2 separate regions of the Zea mays genome follow, and region 1 is linked to region 2. Evidence: chromatin contacts called from public Hi-C data. All regions are on one chromosome and are shown on one strand. The core of a region is the stretch at or near the end of the contact, and the rest is flanking DNA. Distances in the headings are between cores, read along the strand shown. Region 1 holds the start of LOC103647426 (DUF868 family protein). Region 2 has its middle 19 kb from the start of LOC103647424.

What was found. A called contact is a pair of places that touch in the nucleus more often than the background predicts.
Region 1: a Hi-C map of tassel shows a contact between it and region 2, with 2.4 times the contacts expected there. The contact joins the promoter of LOC103647426 here to the enhancer-like site in region 2. A contact is called at or near these places in 2 of 25 Hi-C or Micro-C datasets (bundle sheath and tassel).

The regions. Positions count from the first base shown.
Region 1 is chr2:185,726,430-185,732,628 of Zm-B73-REFERENCE-NAM-5.0, reverse strand. It overlaps LOC103647426 (DUF868 family protein), which reads left to right and starts at 4,070. Exons shown (of 1, transcript XM_008671964.4): 1 at 4,070-5,967. The coding sequence starts at 4,520. The coding sequence ends at 5,785.
Region 2 is chr2:185,383,301-185,389,796 of Zm-B73-REFERENCE-NAM-5.0, reverse strand. No RefSeq gene overlaps it. Among protein-coding and RNA genes, the nearest start is that of LOC103647424, 19 kb to the right of the region's middle. Within about 2 kb of position 2,831, at least 16 of the 20 cell types and tissues checked have an H3K27ac peak or open chromatin away from gene starts, as enhancers often do. A contact at or near this core is called in bundle sheath and tassel, where this site is marked.

The DNA of each region.
Region 1 (6,199 bases), core at 2,821-5,320, 340 kb before region 2:
TGAATACCACGGTGTTTTGTTTTCCTTTCACTATCCCGTTTGCAAGGAATCTCCACAAATTGGAGTCTCTTGCCCTTACAAGTATATGATCACAAATGAAACACAGAGTAAGGGAGGAAAGCAACACACACAAATCCACAGCAAAAGCGCACACACACGGCCAAGAATCGAGCTCACAAGACTATCTCAGAGTTCTCACTTAGAACAGAGCTCGAATCACTTAGAAACACAAACGAATGCGTAGAGACCTAGTGTGGATGATCAAGAATGCTCAAAGGTTGCTTGTGTATCTCCTCCATGTGCCTAGGGGCTCCTTTTATAGCCCCAAGGCAGCTAGGAGCCGTTGAGAGCAAATCCGGAAGGCCATCCTTGCCTTCTGTCGTCGGGGGCACCGGACAGTCCGGTGCACACCGGACACTGTCCGGTGCCCGATTTGTTTCCTTAAACGGCGAAGACGACCGTTGCAGACCGTTGGCAGATCTGGCGCTGTTGGCGCACCGGACATGTCCGGTGCACACCGGACAGTCCGGTGCCGTCTTCCGACCGTTGGCTCGGCCACGTGTCCCGCGCGGATTGCGCGGCCGACCGTTGGCCCGGCCGACCGTTGGCTCACCGGACAGTCCGGTGCACACCGGACAGTCCGGTGAATTTTAGCCGAAGTCGCCGGAGAATAACCCGAGAGCGGCTGGTTTGCGCTGCGCTGATCTGGCGCACCGGACACTGTCCGGTGCACACCGGACAGTCCGGTGCCCCAGCCCGAAGCAGCCTTTGGCTGTACACAGCCACTCTCCACTTCTTTTCTTTTCTTCTTTCTCCTGTTTCTAACACTTAGACAAGATGTTAGTACACAAAACTAATGTACTAAGGCTTAGAAACATACCTTTACTTGTGATTTACACTTTGTTCATCCATGAGCATATTTTCACATTTAGGCCCTTGTGTTTGCACTCAATCACCAAAATACTTAGAAATGGCCCAAGGGCACATTTCCCTTTCAAACACTAGGGATGTACCGCCTAATGGTGCCCTCTGCGGGAGTGCAGACGGTCCGAGGCCCTGGGCCGAACGGCCCGCGGACTCAATGCAGGAGCGGCTCCTCCCCTGCGTCGCTCCGGACGATTTGTGCCTTAGGCCAGATGATCCGCGATGGCGCAATGTCCTCTTACTTCTCACGGGGCACCGGGTCAGCATCGCACCTAGGACGTTCCCATACGACGTAGAGTGTCTAGGGGTTAAGACAGTCGAGATAGAGTATCTTGAATGGACAACTAGATCTTGCCCCCAGGAGGGGTAAGATCCTAGGGTCGCTTTGGGGTCGACAGGGTAATCAAGACGAATCTAGATGACATATAGTCGAATAGGGATGGAGATAGATATGCGGATTACTACAACTAAAGCTACGTTACATCTACTCCTAGGATAAGAATGATAAAGAAAGGTAAATAAAGTAGATCGGTTCGATTGAAATGTGTTTGGGGTTATCAATCGGACGTGCCCCTTTATATTTATAGGGGTGGTCTGAATCTATTACTAGACGAGATCCAATAGATCTTCACATATAGATTAGGATAACCATGTATGGAATAAGTATTCTCGCTCGTATTTATCTGGTCGTGAGGACGCGAACCGTTCGGGCTACAGAGCCGGACCGTCCGGCCGTGTCAAAGTACCAAATATGATGTTCACCAGGTCAAAGCACACCCGCATGTAAGAGACGTCCACCTTACAGAAACATCGTCCAAGGGCAACGGAGGCATTTATTTGTGCGGGCGTGGGTAGAAATGATCAAGTTGATCCCTTCTGTTCTGCAGCTCCCTAGGAAAACTTCGACAAGGGAACCCACGAAACCGACCGATCGTGTGCTGCAGAACGAATCGAAGCGCGTGTGGTCAGGCGCGTAAAGTTCGATAGCCATGTAAGCTTCATGGAGGAAGTGAAGCTGGAGAGGAAAAGACAACAAAAGGTTTGCTATCTATATCCATCTGAAACTTACATAGGCTCAGAATTGATAAACAGAGACGAAGGATCTTCGATGGGCTAGTGGTGTATTTTTGGTGGAATATTTGGAAAGAAAGGAATAGAAGAATTTTCCAAAATTCCGGGAAAGACACTCTCTTGGCGCCTTTTTCGAAAAAGAAATAAGGCCATCTTGTTCAGGTGCAAGAAATAAGGCCATGGCACAGTGTGTTCATGTGCAAGCAGATGAGATGTAGCAGACGAGGAGGAAGCAGCAGGTTCCATGAGCGCATCCAATGCCGGACTTCTCCGATGATCTGCGCGCCAACAGTTTTTCTTTTTCTTTTTTGCACGATCAGTCGCTGCTGTCTCACAAATCTCAGCACCCAAGAAGGTCCATTTTTTTTAGAATGTACATGCTTCTTGCAATCTTGTTTGTGTTGTTCCTGCGATTGGACGTGTGAGGGGCGAGGGAGGGAGGGAGGGAGGTACTAGCAGGGCAGCGCGTACGGCCGACTTGCAGTTCTGGAACGATGACCGTACGGCGACAAGGTCCAAGTCACCGGCACCGCCCGGGCTGGCAATGAAATGATCCACAAGACGGCTGCGGCATCCGAGCCATGTCAAACTGGCAATCCAGGGACCGGGTTCGGTTGAAACCACGGACGGCACGCGCCACCACCCACGTTGACGGCGATGGTCGTCTCGCGTTTTCCGTGGCGGTGGGTCGTAGCTGGTGCGGCGGTGGTGCCTTTCGTCTCCTCCTCTGACTCTCACCCGCCGGTCCGGTCTGGTTCGAAGAAGAATCAGCGCTGAATTTAGCTGCGCGCGCGGCTAATGCCACTCGGCGCTAGGAAGTGGAGCACGTACGATGAGGTCTGCTATCCACTCCAAGTCCTATACCATGCATGCTGCGCATGATGAGGTCTCCTCGCCTCGCAACTCGCATGATGGAGCCTTGGCGAGCAAAAGGGGGCGGAGTACGTGCCCTTTGTAGTAGTCGTGCCAGAGTACTGGAGTTGACCAAACTTGGAGTCATCCAACTCCAATCTTCCTATCTCAACCAAAAAAAAACCCCTTCACCGATCAAGGTCTACTATTCTTTAGTTGAACAGAAACGGAAGTGGAATAGTCGAACGATCCACTATAGTTCATGTAAATAGGATAAATATTCACGAAATTGCCGGGAAATGACTACGACAACACTCGTCACACACTCTTGTACAACTCTTTAAGTTGTCTCATAGAGCTAGTCTCTCGTAATCACAGCTACAGGGATGGCAGACACATAAAATCATACTCATACCATTAAAAATCCCTTAATACTTATACCTATATCCACTACCCATCGTAAGTATAAAGTCATACCTATATTCACCACGGGTAGTGGTTACCTAACGGGTACCTATAACCTCTAACATTATAGTAGACATGATCATTTAAATCGCAAAAGTATCAAATACAAATTGTTGAAACCCCAAACCTCATCAATATTGAAAAGATGTTAAAATAACATAGTATCTTTATGCTAGCATGGAAAATTCTTTGAACCCAACACAATTTTATCACAAAGGTCAACAACACTTAGCATTGATGGTAACCACCATAGAAGCCCATGCATAAAAGAGAACAAGCCCCTTAATCCGAACCTACATATCATATGTTAGCGGGTTTTCTATCGGATAGCAGATATGGAGCAAAAAAGAACATACAATGTGCACCATACCCGATGGATATAACAAAAGACCTAATAAAATACCCATAGTTATCAAAATTCGCCATACTCGTACTCTATTATCCAGCAAGGCTGCATCGGATTTCGGGTACCCATTACCATCCCTGTTCGGACCTGCATTTGGATTTCCCAGATCGAGCTCTAATATTTTTTTCCACTCCAAGAAGCAACGCCTAATTAATAAACGACACTTAGGGGGTGTTTGGTTTCTAGGGACTAATGTTTAGTCCCTTCATTTTATTCCTTTTTAGTGTATAAATTGCTAAATATAGAAACTAAAATAAAGTTTTAGTTTCTATATTTGGTAATTTTGGAACTAAAATGGAATAAAATCTAGGGACTAAACATTAGTCCCTAGAAACCAAACACCCCCTTACCGTTGCCATCAACGCCTAATATTGATTGCACGAACCAACCACCAGGGTTCCTTCGCGTTCGTGAACAATAATGCGTTTGACATCATGCACGCGCGCGCCGGTAATATGAACGCGGCTCTATTCGCGCCCTTGTTAACCAAAACAACGAACGGTAGTCCCAGTCCCAGACTCCCACCGCAGTACCGCACAGCACTGGGCACAGCACTGCACCTCACCTCACCGCACAAAAGTGTCGCGAGCTGGGTCCAGTCCAACGCACCGCCGAGGCCGAGCCATAGCGACACCCCCGCCCCACCTCGTCAGAGTTATATGTAACCTCTGCGCGAGGGCGAACTAACCGTACCGGGAGTCCGGGAAAAAAAAAACGAAAAATATTGCCATTCACACCTCCACTCCATTCCAAGTGCAGAGGGGACCGAGGGACGAAGAAGGGCCAGAAGGAGAAGGCGCGATGCCCGACGCGATACCGGCCTGCTTCCGCCGCGTCGCGGCAGCACCCGGCGGGCGGGCGTCGCCGGGGTCGGGGCCCGGCTCCGGGGTGGGGACGAGCCTGGCCACGTCCGTCTACACCACGCGGCTCGGTCTCGCCGCGCTGACCTGGTCGCGCGCCGCGCTCGGGCTCAGCCTCCGCGCGGTGCTCCGCGTGTCCGCGGGGCCCGCGCCGTCTCCCTCGGCGTCCGACTACGGCGACGGCGAGGTGGAGTACGGGGGCGCCGAGAAGGGCGACGGCGAGGGGGAGCAGGACGCGACGGTGGCCGTGCGCTTGCGGCCGTGGCTGCTGTGGCGGCGGCGCGGGTCCAAGCGCTTCCGCGCGCGGGGCCGCCGCGTGGACCTGGCCTGGGACCTGTCGCGCGCGCGCTTCGCGGCCTCGGGCTCCCCGGAGCCCGTGTCGGGGTACTTCGTCGCCGTCGTGGTGGACGGCGAGATGGCGGTCGCCGCCGGGGACATGGCGGAGGAGGCCTACAGGAAGACCAGGGCGCGCCGCCCGCCCGGCCCCGGCTCCGGCCCTGGTCCCGCCCTCGTCTCGCGCCGCGAGCACGTGTCCATGCGCGACGGGGCCGGCGGCGGACACCGGACCTGCGTCGTCGTGCGCGGCAGGGAGCGGGAGATCGCGGTGGATCTCGTCTCGCGCGCGCAGGGCCAGGGCCAGGGGCGGGAGCGGGACAGGGCCGAGGTCGGCATGTCGGTCTCCGTCGACGGCGATCGCGTGCTCCACGTCCGCCGCCTGCGCTGGAAGTTCCGCGGCACCGAGAAGCTGGACCTCGGCGCCGGCGACCGCGTCCTCGTCTCCTGGGACCTTCACGACTGGCTCTTCCCCGCGCGCGACGCCTCGCCACCCGCCGCCACGGCTCCGCCCGCGCACGCCGTCTTCGTCTTCCGCTTCGAGCTCGCCGGCCGCGACGGCGAGGAGCGTGACCCGGCCGACGCCAGGGAGAAGGAGGTGCTCCAAGTCGGAGGCGGCTTGGCGGGGTACGTCGACGGTAGGAGGTGGGGGAGAGGGGACTGGAGCGAGAGCAGCAGCAGCGGTGAGAAGCGGAGGACGAGGGGCCAGGCGAGCAGGCTGGCAAAGGCGAGCTCCTCCTCGTCGGCGTCAGTGGCTTCCTCCTCCGCGTCGTGGGCGAGCGGCTCCACCGTCATGGACTGGGGCAGCCCCGAGGAGGCCGAGCTGCAGAGCGGCGACGGCTTCTCCCTCCTCGTCTACGCCTGGAAGAACTAGCGTGCTTGGGCCTTGGGCTAGCGGCGGCCAAAGGGGCTTGCCCGGCATTGTTTCGATTGATGATTGGTTCACAGTTCAGTGAGGATTTCTCTTCCCATTGTTGTTGTAAGTTGCAGTTGTTCAGCGAGCAATGTTCTTGTGCAGCTTTGAGTGCTCCACTGACCAAAGCCATTTCTACCCAATTCCTTCCATTGACGACTAGTACTCAATTACTCATTGGTCTGCAAACAGTAGGTGGCAAATCGCTAACTGATTTGGAGCTAAACAAGTGATCGAGTAACTAGATCTCTTGACTTAGAAAGAAAAAAAAAACCAGCTTCTGCGCCTTGTTTCCCATGCCTCCCGTGACGGAAAATAGCTGAAAAGATTGGGTTGCTCGGCTATTACTGGGAACCGCGAGCTTAATTCCCAATC
Region 2 (6,496 bases), core at 1,582-4,081:
TTCAGGTGTTGTTGGTCCTCCCCCTAGCTCTACCCCTTCTGCTTCATCTTCATCTGCTATTTGTGAGCTCTCAGCCTACTTAGACAGTGACAATGTCACTTCTTATGAGGATGATTTTGATATACTTCTCTGGTGGCGTGACCACAAGCTAACATATCCAGTTTTATCCATAATGGCAAGGGATATTATGTCTGTTCCTGTATCTACTGTCTCTTCGGAGTCTTGTTTCAGTTTGACAGGGAGGATAATCGAGGAGCGACGACGACACTTATTGCCTAAGAATGTGGAGATGCTGACTTGCTTAAAAGATTGGGAATTAGGAGAAAAGAGAGAACAACATGCTGTTGACAATCCAGAGCTTGAGGACTCATTCCAGAATTTATTTCTTGATGAAGATGAACCTGTTGCTGCTTAGTTGTAGTCTTCTAGACTGTGATGTGGTCATCTGACATGTGCTTTCACTGCTTTGTCATTGAGTGATTGTGAGAGAGTCATTTTGTATTGTAATATACAACTGTAACAGATACAAACTTAGTGATTAAACTTTTGAGCTGGCTGCACTCTTTTTTCCTTTCTAGGGTTTCTCACAAGGGTGAGTTTTACCTAGAAAGGTTTTTAATGAGGCAGCATTGCACAAAACAGCTCATTTATTATATTTGTCTATATTTTCTGCTGTTTTTTAACTTTGGTTAAATTTCTCTATGTTTTCTGCTGTTTGGGATCTCTGACGGGCTGGTGCTGGCACGGCCCGTTTTTTTGAGCGTGCCTAGCGGGCTGGCCCGGCACGAAAAGTGGCCCAGAGGGCCGTGCCTGGACCAACGGCCAGGCACGTGGGCTCCCTAGGCACGGCCCGTTAAGCCCGTGTGCCCGGGCCGGCCCGTTAGCTGATGGGTCGTGCTTCCCCGGGCCCGTGCCGGGTCGTGCCGGGCCGGCCTGTTGGCCATCTATATCCACCTCTCCCCTTCACCCTCCCTACGTCTAGCGCCCAGCGCCCATGGTGGCTAGAGGCCCTTCCTCAACCCCGCGCGGTGGCCCCTCCTTCGGCCACGAGCGTCGCCGCTCTTCCTTGCCTCTCTCCATGAGATGTGCGGATCCGGCCTAGTCGTCGACGGGAAAGCCCGTCCCTGCTCAAGACACGTGTCGCCGCCAACAAGGCACCCCGTCGTGCCCCCAACGGCTGCTGGTGGCCGCCGGCCCTCCCCCTCACTTCCACCGGCGCACCCCCTGCCGTCGCCCCCCTCACACCGACGCACCTCTAGCCGCCAACCTTCTCCAGGTTGTAGCAGACGCCAACGTCCTTCCCCAGCCGGTCGCAACTCCCTCCCCTTCCTCTGCCTGGTCAGGCCCCTCCCCTTCGTTGTCCTCGGTCTGGCCCAGGCGATCACGCCCTCAGCGTCCGCACCCCCTCCCCCGCGCTGGCATGCCGCGTGTCCTGGGGATTGCCCCACCGCCCCTGTAGCCACAGCCATCCGCTTCTTCGGTGGCCCTCTCCCCGTCGGGCATGCTCCTCGGCCCTGCTGCAGCTGCAGCGGGTGAGTGCGACCTCGCTGCCACCACAGTTGGCATGGGTGGCCTCGACGCTACCGCGACAGGCGCCCCCCGGCCACGGCTCCCTCTCCTTCCCAGGCATCTGCTCGTGCCACTCCTCTCCATACGTGTGTCTGCCTTCCCCCATCTAGGAGCGGGTGTGGGTCTCTGTCCAACCCCCCTGCTCGCTAGCGCGGCCCACCACATGCCCCCACAACTTTTTGAGCTTTTCCCGTCACCGACGTCAAAGCCCTCCCTACCAGGTCCGGCGCAGCGCAGGCCCTGTCCGGCTGGACCCGCCCCGTTGTCCCACCCCTTCTTCATCGCCACCGCAACTGGATCTGTCGCTACCGTGGCCTTCCCGGTCAGATCCACCGTTGTTGTGGCCTTCCTGGCTAGATCTACCGTCCCTTGACTGTATCGCCGTCTTCATGGCTGGATCCGTCGCAGCCGTGGCCTTCCCGACCGGATCCGTCGTTCCCCTTCTACTTTACCACGAGTGCGACCACCCTGACCGGCGTAGACGCGCGCGCTGCCCTCGGCCTCCCTGGCGGGGCTCCTCGACGACCGGACAAACCAAGAAGCAAGAAGGTCCTCAACCTACTAGTGCTCTTTTGTTATGTCTCCCCGTCGACCGTTGACGCTCGAACGTCGACCCCTCCCAAAGAACAACCTACTGTTGCGTGTCTCCCAATCACGACCATCTCGACTTCGGCTACCTCAGCATCCATGGACTATTGTCTTCTTAAAGTCCACATCGGTCTCTGCTCCAGCCGTAACATTCGCACCCTCACAAGCTGTGTCTGCGAGGAGATTTCAGCCCTTCGACTCCTACCGTTGGCTTCTACTCCAGTCTTATCGTTTGCGGTGTCCCCATTGTGACTGGAGGGAGTGTTGGAATATAATATAAGTGAATTGTTCATCTTCTCCCATCAGCTTAAGCCTTTGTGTTGAATTGGTTGATACATACAACTTAATATGGTATCATATCTAGAGGTCTTGAGTTTAAATCCTAGTTAGCACGATTAAAATAAAATAATTATTGCTCGCTCCTATATTTCACGTTAGAGACCCAAAAGAGGCTCGACATGAGAAATATTAAAATATAATATAAATGAATTGTCCGTCTCTTTCTATCAGTTTAATCTTTTGGATAGAAGTTGTTGATGTATATAACTTAATATTCTCTCTACTCCATGTCACAATGCTCGGAGATGCTTCTCGCTCGCTCGGGGACGCCCTTAAGCGACAAATAGGATGGCGAGTAGACTGAAGTCGCAGTCGGTCATGTGGCGCTGGGCCTACGATGCCTGATGGACAGCGAGAGCCCTATCGAAACACCTGTCCACGGCCCATCGATATTGCGGCTTGGCGGTTTGCAACAATAGCGAAATGGTCACGATCTGACTTCGCTACATAAGGCCGAGCATGGTCGTGAGCCCATAACGCTAGATAGCTCTTTGATTCCAGTAGTGGGCATCGTTTTCATTGATAACGAGACGTCTATAGTATACGTGCCTTATGTGTATAAGTGTATTGTATAATCTAGAAAAAAAAGATTAATTAGCCTTCTACGAATAAAGTAGACATAGATAGTTACTTCAAAGTGAAGCTGCACGGAAGTGTGTGGACTGAACGCTCGAATCATCTCAATTCTCATGGATAAGTGAGATGCGTCATGGCACTTTCCTATGATCCATGCAAGTCAAATTATCTTAAATCTAAGGGCCCGTTTGTTTCGTTGGAATTAAATTCCATTTTAATAATTATAATTTAGATAATATATATTTGTATATTATCCTAAATCATATGAGAGAGATAGTTATATACTGCATTTATGTTATAGCGAAGCAATTAGAAGAGTGTGCTATAAGTTGTACATCGGAAAAATAGCTTGTAAATCTATAGAATCAATTTCCCTCTCTCACCCCATAAATTTGAGATAGGCTTATATGATAACTTTGGAAAGTGGTGGAATGTCACATTCTAAAAAAATAACCTATTCTATTAGTAAGATTCTAATTCCTCAAAATGAAAGGAAACAAACGGAACCTAACTGATTTTATTATAAAAGAGATAATAATAGCTATAACATAGAATAAGCATATTACGAGAATATACTCCCTCCGTCTCAAATTAGTATTTATTTTAGCTCTTGATTTTTATGTATATTTTAGCTCATGAATCTATTAAAAGGGCTAAAACAAATTTTAATTTAGGATAGAGAGAGTACCTATTTAAGATCAGGGCATTTAGCCCATTTTCTAGGGAGGGAGAGTTGGTGGTACCATGTTGCAAGTGCTCTTAATAGGAGACATGAGAGTTCCATTAAAGATTGACACTCAACTATTGAGCCATAAGAGCAAGTTTAATAACGAGCTATAAGCGAGCGGATGTCTACGTGGAGCAGAGATAAATGAAAGAGAGAGCAAGGCGGGTGTCTCACGAGGCGCTCGCTCTCAGTCGGAGTAGTACAAACACGAGTCGTGTTTCTATTGGATAAAGCATCATATTAAGGGCTTATTGGGAGGGATTCACTTTAAAAAAATTCAGCTTCGGTGTTTCAGTTTCACCATAAAACTGCTCCAACAAATTGTTGAACTGGGTTTGAGGAGCGTTTGGTTTACATATGAACTCCAGCTTTTGTAATACAATTGATTGATTTGTATGAGTTTCCTTGATTACCCTTAATGGTTAGTGGCTCTCACGAGAGAACTGAAGTGCTATGTTATGTAATCAGTGGCGTGGTGGGTAATTTTCATGCAATTTCATGACGAGGTATGAAAACTGTGTTTGTGAAGCGCCCTTTGAGGACCTTAATGAAGGGTATGTTTGGTTGGGCTGTGGCTGTAAAAAAAGCTGATGTGTGTTGTGAGCTGTGAAAAAAGCTGTTGTGGACTATGAGCTCTGAAAAGGTTAAAAATTATTTGGTGGAAATCTAAATGCCGCTAAAAGTTCTTCCACTTATATTTTCACATTTATCTGAAAGCTACTAAAAGCAGGTCCAGATATGCTTTCAGTTTTACACTGTGATAAAGTCGACTTTTAGAAAAAGTTGTTTACTGATTCCATCCCTTTGGTTTGGCTTTTGGTTTTTAGGGGACAAAAGCCAGAGCCAAAAGCTAAATCAAACACATCCTTAATAAAGGTGGCCACTAGTTTTAATTTTTTTTTAAAATCTAGAGCTCGTAGAGCTAGAGCTATTTGGATGTAAGAAGCTAGAACGAATTTGAAATTGTTGAAGTGAAGCCTTCGCAAAGGCGCTCCACATCAAGGAGCTTTGGAACCGATGGAGGGCGAACTAGTGAAGTCATCAGACTCGCTCTAATACTCGCGCGGCCAGGGCCGGCCCTGAGCCCATGCAACAGAGGCGACGGCCGAAGGCCCAAAAGTAATAGAGGCTCAATATTTTATATTTATATCACAATATAATACACTAGTTTATAATTTACAAAACTCATCCAACCAAATAATCCACACATCCATAATCTTTATTAAATCCAACAAACAAACTGCACCCATACTTAACACAACATCAAAATCAACGGTTCATATCGTTGTATAACATCATCTCTCTTGCTCACTCAAATCTAATTAACAATATCATTTGGATCATCCTTCAGCCCTCCCCTCCTCACGTCCACACCGCTGTCAACCCCTCCCCTCGTGCCACCACCGTCGTCGTTCACCCCACTCTTCCCCTTCTTAGGAACGTAGCATTAGCACGGGCTATATACTAGTAGTAAAATAGTATAGATAGCTAACAAGCCGGTAGGGCTGTGCACATGAACCACGCGACACGTGTTGCCCACTGCCCAGTCATCACGCTCACATCGTCGCGCGTCTGTGCGACCATACCCTCCACGTGATCGCCGTTTGTCATCTCATCAATTCAGTCCTCCAGGATTCGAGGGCGCTGGGCGCCACTGCTCCAGCCTCCAGGCATGCACGGTCGAGCAATCAGGATTCTTGTCATTCTATTGCCGTCGTTATTATTCCTCAACTTGCGAAGTGCTAATCTGCACCGATGTATATTATCTAACGTCTTAGATATTTTAAAAACCAATTTCAATACACATAATCATTTATATATAAAGTACTAATCTACTTCGCTGCATATCATAGAATTTTTTATATATTCTAGAGGGTCTACCATGATCAGTTCGTCTGTGGCCTCAAAATCATAAAACCGGGTCTGCGCGCGGCCCGTGACAAAGCAAGCCTAACCCTATTACCCATGAAACCAGCGGTACCACCAGCGCAGCAGGTTGGGACACCGGCGGTGTCGCACTGCAATTCGTCGGGGCCAGCCAAAATGCCAAATAGCCATGGTCCCATGTACAGCGACATGTCCGATTGTCATTTGAGCCTAAATTGACTGGACGTAGATAGATGGCGTGGTAGACTCGCTGCGGAGTACCTCGATCAGCTGTCAGATCGCCGGGCGAAACGCCAATGCTGGCATTCAGTTCAGCTGTACGTAGACCTCTCTCTCCGCTCCTACAAGTCGCGTGTGTGTATAATTGGGGAAAAGGCCAACAAAAGGTGCAACCTTTCCTTAACGACTTCAATCCGTTTGCGTGTTAACTGACATATAATGATAACTAGGTGAATGCCCGTGCGTTGCAACGGAACCGTATAATAACACGATAACTTATGTACATATGTGTTATAGTTGTATGCCCGTGCGTTGCCACGGAAGTCAAAATTTATTACTCCCTATGTTCTAAAATAGTAATCATTTTAGAAAATTAGTGAATTCAAACAATAGTGATGTATATGTTTTATAGTTAGATACTCGTGCGTTGCTATGGTTTCTATATATGTCACACAGATAGATATTATAGCCTTTGATGATTCATTCACGCACTCCATGTACATGCACAAGTTTTAGTAAAATATATAAAGACTATCTTAAACTCTTGATGCAATAGCTCAAAGCATAACAACTTGGATCTCCGTGGAGATG